Regions from separate parts of the Lactuca sativa genome. Here region 2 is linked to region 1. Evidence: chromatin contacts called from public Hi-C data. All regions are on one chromosome and are shown on one strand. The core of a region is the stretch at or near the end of the contact, and the rest is flanking DNA. Distances in the headings are between cores, read along the strand shown.

Region 1 (3,324 bases), core at 399-2,898:
TCAACCTTTTCCAGTAATTAGCATAAAATAAAAAAAGCTTATAAGATCTCCAATAAAGATTTTTCAATTTGCTTGTTTATGTATTTGCATAATTTGTAAATTGGTTGACAATCTACCGGATACACCACAACTATTGAAAGTACCCACGACAAGAGCTTGTAAATTTACAAAAATCTTTCTTTATTTAATATATTATCAAAAATGCTTCACAACAACAAAACCAAAAAATAATAATAATAATAATAATAAATAAAAAAAATCCATACAGCATTCACACAGAATGTTCATTTAAAATTAGCAATTAAAATACTTATAAATATTTAAAATTAAGCTCTATATCAATATAAATAGTTTAAAAGGCTAATTGATAGCTTTTTAATTAAAAAAAAAAAATTAAAAGACTAACATTTAATTTTTCATGTTCAAGACGTTTGATAGCCTCTTATGTCTTAAACTCTTAATTATTCATAACCCTCTTAATTGTTAAGAGAGTGAATGTATATGAATAAAAAATATCATAATTTTTCATCAAATGTTTTTTCTTCTTTTCTTTCTATTTCACATGGCAGATTGACATTTCCAACCATTTAAAAATTCAGATTAACAACATATACCCTAAGTGTTAGTTTGATATGATAGTGTATTTGACTTCTGATGATTGTAGTTTACATTAATGTCCTTATTCTTTTAATTTCAGATAATTACATACAAGCGAACATCCCATATATGAGTTTTATGAAGAAATGGTGAAACGATAACCTCAATGAAAAAAACAAAATATACTACTAGTATATAATAAAGTATTATTTAACACATGACCCACCACAACCCCCCACGCACACACAGTGTATGCACAAGATTCAACGCGACTTCACAAAGCTTCCCATCCTCACCACAATCCCATCGATATCGCGAACATATCCCACCTTCTGCCCCCATGCTTTATCCTCCGGCGGGCACACCGCCTCCGCCCCATTCTCCACCGCCCTCTGCAATTCAAACCGTCATATAAACAAATCCAAAATCTTATCATATATAAACACCAAAAAGGCAAATTAATTATCAGACAAACAGACAAACACCTTGTATGCAGCATCCACGTCTGCATAAGCAAAGCAAACCTCAAGTTGGTTCCTTCTGGTTTTCGATTTCTGTTCCTGAACTTCTCCGGTGAGATCATCCGTTTCATGTTGATGCACCGGCGTAAACGCAATTGTTGTCTGTCCGCTTTCTAGCTCACCCCATCTATCAACAACCAACCACGACATGTTTCATTTCGTGTCTGATTTCGATCCATTGATGAATTCATTACACCATATGCATAATAATCAAGAAATTATGGATCGATCCATTAATGAATTTGTTTATATACCTGTGGGAATCGTCCAAACGGCGAACAGGGTATCCGAATGCCTTACCGTAAAACTCGACGGATTTAGCAACATCCTTGACGTAAACCACCGTGTATGCGTAAGCCGGTTTCAGATCTGACGCCATTACGATCTAATTATGAGTTTTTTCGTTGTTTTGATTTGCGCTGAGTTTTAGAGAGACATGCAGAGAATGAGAGAAGGGAATTAAATCAATTGATGAAGATGGATCGGTACTGACTAGGATCCGGAGGACACGTAGCTGATTTCAACACACGTTGCTTTTAGTTATACATATTTTGTCTCTAAATGTTTTAAATTAAATATAGGGAAAAAAAACTTATAACGATAATTCAAAATCTTTCTAAAAAAATATCATTCAAGTTTAGTCTCTTCAATTACATCATTCAAATAAGATCATTGTATAAAAAACATCTTCGAACTACATATTTTGTTCAAATGTCACCATTATAATAATCGACATTTAACGAAGGAAACAAATATGAGAAAATGACTCAGGAGGGTAACTATGTTTCAAAATCGATCAAAAAACATCATCCATGTTTGGTCTGTTCAAAAACAACATTTAAATAAAGTCTTTGTACAAAAAACACCAACAAACTATATGTTTTGTTCAAATATTACCCATTGCTAACCAGCTCTTGTAGGTTAAATGATGATTTGACTTAACTATTAATATATGTCATAGTAATCAGTGACATGACATTAATTGATACAATCCTCTTTTAAAAATTGATTTAGGACTTCTTCATAAAAGAACAACAAAAATTTGTGAAAACAAGGGGATACATCTCCATAAATAGCTCAAGGAATGAAGATGCATAATAGTTGCAATACATTCTAGTGTAGTCATGACTTGTAGCCATGCAAGATGCAAACAACAACAAATACATTTCACCATATTACAAATTGACATACATATTTAAAAATATATATTGGTCTTGTTATACTATCCATAGCAAAACCTTTTATATATATATATATATATATATATATATATATATATATATATATATATATATATATATATATATATATATATATATATATTCAAAAAATGAATCATATAACCAAATAAATATATAGTAAAAGGACATGATAAAGCTTTCAGTTAAAGTTACCATTCGGTTGAGACAAACCCCCGAACTTTTTACCAAGATTAGTCTTTGTAGTTGATGTCCAAATTCGAGAAGGATGTCTATATCCACAAGGGTATGTATGTATCTTCAAATATTTTCTGTGTCTTTTTAAATGTGTAAGCTTGACTTGGTGATCATCGATTTAGTAGAAGAATAAACAATAAGAGGTGAAGAAGAAGTCATTCGTTCATGAAGAAACCCTAATTCGATTTATAAAAAAAGAAATATATCAATTAATGTCATATCACTAATTATCATGCCATGTCATAATAATTAGGCGAAATCATCATTTAACCTGCAAAAGTCGGTTACTAGTGAGTAACATTTGAAAAAACATATAGTTTGTTGGCGTTTTTTGTACAAAGACCTTACTTAGATGGTGTTTTTTTAACAGACCAAACTTGGATGATGTTTTTTGAACGTTTCTTGAAACATAGTTACCATCCTGATTCATTTTCCTTTGTTTTTTTGTCTTAATTAATTTTTACCGGTAAATGTCGGTCACCATAAGGTGACATTTAAACAAAATATGTAGTTCGTTGGTATTTTTTTTGTACAAAGACGTTAATTAGATGTTTTTTGAACATATCAAACTTAAATGACGTTTTGTGAATGATTTTGAAACATAATTACCATTATAAGTCATTTTCCCTTAAATAAATGGACGATGGTACTTTCATTACAATATACAATTTTATCACATACTCCCATGCCTTTTTATCTAGTGAAACAAGTGCATGTACACATCATTACTATCTATATACAATAAACAATTAGGGATATGGTGTACCTCA
Region 2 (3,324 bases), core at 419-2,918, 160 kb before region 1:
TATGGTCTAGGAGATGTCGGAGGAGAAGTAGCAGGTGGCGGAAGAGAGTAACATGGTTGAGAAATATAATCGCCATATTGATTACCTTAACGATGAAGAATGCTCACATCTCGCTCTTTTTTCCCTTGAATTCTTTCCACCGATTGACTAATCGTTCATATATTAAGAATGCAAAATTGAATGCAAGACCGAATCAGATAACGAATATGAAAGAGGATTGAGTGCGATAAAAACCTAATATGGAGAATGTATGTGATTACACGAACGTTTGAATTTGATGTTTTACTGATAATAGATTATCTTGATGTTGAATCGATCATAATCTCCTTTTGAAACCCTACGTGAATGATCAGAAAATCAACGATGTTTGGCCATGTTCAGTGATGGAGAATGGAGACAATCCTTTATCCAAGAGGAGAGAGAGAGAGAGGCGATGATGCGGTGGTTCTAATGACGGCAATGGCCTTGATCTCTATGGTGGTGTAGTTTCAGAAGAGTGTTGGTGGTTGGGTTGGGTAGATGGATAATTTTTTAAATATATTTTTAATTATAAAATATTTAGTGGTTCTGAAATGTTCTCGATTTTCTCTCATATATATATATATATATATATATATATATATATATATATATATATATATATATATATATATATATATATATATATATATATATTTTGAGAGAGAGAGGGGTAGGCAGGGACATGGATGTTTAGGCCTTCTCTTATTTTTTTAATTAGTAAAATATTAAAATAAAAAGATATAATAGTCATTTCAATTTTTGAATGGATAAAAAAAATTCTACAAAGTTTGAGGGTTTAGACAAGTTTCCTGCAACAAAAAATTACGAACCACCATAGGACCATTTTTTAAGTGTTATCCATAAATTATAACAAAAAAATGTCTCTATACCCTTTCATTTAAATGGTCAAGGTCAGAAGACTTTTGACATTTTATTGGACTTTTCACACCTGGACCCTAGACTTAATTGTAAGCCACAAAATAACCCCACACATTCAGTTACAAAGCAATCTCTTTTGTTGTTATATCTTTGATCGTAAAAAATATGAACGATGTTTTATTGTGATATTATAATTGTAATTATGAAATGTTCAATTTTAGTTTTTGGGCTTTTTGTCCCATATCTGGTGTAAATGACACCAACGATAAGTTAGGTAGTCTTTTTTTTTTACTTGAATGACATGTACGTAAATTTTAGTGACGTCAAGGATCATGTCATTGTTATAAACTTATACATAAAACAAATTTAAGTCAATTATAAATAGGAATAGAAGAAGACCTGAGAAGACAAAGTTCATCAACAAAATATAAATGCATTTCAAACATTTCAGTGAAGACGAAGACCATAAGGAGAATACCCACACGTTGGTCTCCACTCTCCTCTTACCAACTATGTCTTATTTTTCTATTTTAGAAGGGTATTTTTGTCATTTTAAAATGTCACAGTCATTCAAACATTTTTGACTGGATTTAAAAAATATACTATATATGAAACTGATTGAATAGCTTGGATGCATTTGGATGACACGTTTGAAGTGTTATTAATATGATTATTGACCCCCAATATGAGTTCACATGTATAGTACAAATTTGTCCTATTTATTACCTATCATTGACGAGTTAGAAAAAGCACTATAAAATATTATGAGCATGAAAAAGCTTCAACAAAACCCAAACCATTCATGGCAACATTTAAAAAAAACATTATGAATCTGCTCCTTTATATTGCCTTACTTTCTTTTCTGCCATTAAAGACCATATCAACATCAACAACACAAGCAGAAGCTCTTGTTAGATGGAAGCGTACCTTATTATCATCATCATCATCTTCTTCTGATGCTTTGCTGAATTCATGGTCTTCAAGAAACATTCAGAACGTCTGCAACTGGACTGGTATTGTCTGCAATGAAGGTGGTCTGGTTTCCAAAATTACCCTCCAAAATTCATCTCTTTCTGGAACACTAACAGAATTTGAGTTTTCTTCATTCCCAAATTTTACTCACTTTGATTTAAGCAATAACAATGTTGGTGGGTCGATTCCATCTTCCATTGGCAACCTCTCCAGCATCATGTTCTTGGATTTGAGCTCAAATAATTTCAAAGATGAAATCCCATCAGAGATTGGAAAGCTGACACACCTCCGATACCTTAATCTCACAGAGAATTTGTTTCAAGGTCCATTGCCCACGAGCTTTTACAATCTTTCAAACTTGAAACATCTAAGGCTAGGAGACAACCTTTTTTCAGGCCATATTTTACAGGATTTGGATTTGTTGTCCAATCTTGAAATTTTTGAATTGTATAATAATTCATTTGTAGGAAAGATCCCTTCTTCTATTGGTAAGCTTCAAAATCTTCGGGAGTTAGATCTCCACTCAAATCAACTCAATTCTTCAATTCCTTCTGAGCTTGGATTCTGTTCTAATCTCACATTCTTAGCACTAGCTAACAACTCTCTTTCCGGGGTATTGCCTTTGTCTTTATCAAATCTGACAAAGATTTCTGAACTTGGTATCTCTGAAAACAATCTTTCTGGTGAGATTTCTTCTGATTTCATCACCAATTGGACTCAATTGGTCTCCTTGCAGCTTCAATTTAATCTTTTCAGTGGGGAGATCCCACCCGAGATTGGGCTCTTGACAAATCTCAGGATTCTCTTTCTGTACAATAACAATTTCACAGGGCCCATACCTATGGAGATTGGGAACTTGGAAAACCTTGAGATGTTGGCTCTTTCAAGAAACCAACTTTCAGGTTCAATACCTTTAACCATTGGAAACTTGGCAAACCTTCAAACCATGCAGTTCTCCGGCAATAATCTCAGTGGAACAATTCCACCGGAGATCGGAAACTTGACTTCATTGCTTAAACTTGAACTCAACAGCAACCGATTGACTGGACAGTTGCCTGTTACTCTCTCTAAACTTACTAACCTTACTGATCTTTCTCTGTTTGAGAATGATTTCTGGGGAGGTATTCCAGCAGAATTAGGGAAGAACAATCCTTTTCTGATAAATGTTAGATTAGGAGACAACAGTTTCTCTGGAGAACTACCTTCTGAATTGTGTAGTGGTTTTCAGTTTGAGGTGTTCACTGTGAATGGCAACAATTTCACGGGGTTGTTACCGGATTGCATAAGGAACTGCACAAGGCTGCATCGGATCAGACTGGATGGAAACAGCTTCTCTGGGGACATTTCACAAACACTTGGTGCTGCGCACTTTAATCTCTCATACATAGATGTTGGTGGTAATCAGTTTACAGGTGAAATCAGTCCCCGGTTTGGAAAATTACAAAACCTAAT

Evidence for each region. A called contact is a pair of places that touch in the nucleus more often than the background predicts.
Region 2: a Hi-C map of seed shows a contact between it and region 1, with 9 times the contacts expected there. The contact joins the promoter of LOC111895526 here to the promoter of LOC111895529 in region 1. A contact is called at or near these places in 4 of 4 Hi-C or Micro-C datasets (bud, leaf and seed).

What each region holds. Positions count from the first base shown.
Region 1 is chr5:357,789,231-357,792,554 of Lsat_Salinas_v11, reverse strand. It overlaps LOC111895529, which reads right to left and starts at 1,648. Exons shown (of 3, transcript XM_023891617.3): 1 at 1,373-1,648; 2 at 1,083-1,245; 3 at 680-989. The coding sequence starts at 1,497. The coding sequence ends at 861.
Region 2 is chr5:357,944,304-357,947,627 of Lsat_Salinas_v11, reverse strand. LOC111895526 (MDIS1-interacting receptor like kinase 2-like) reads left to right here and starts at 1,668. Exons shown (of 2, transcript XM_023891613.3): 1 at 1,668-3,324. The coding sequence starts at 1,703. It overlaps LOC111895522 (a long non-coding RNA gene), which reads right to left and starts at 582. Exons shown (of 2, transcript XR_006183849.2): 1 at 1-582.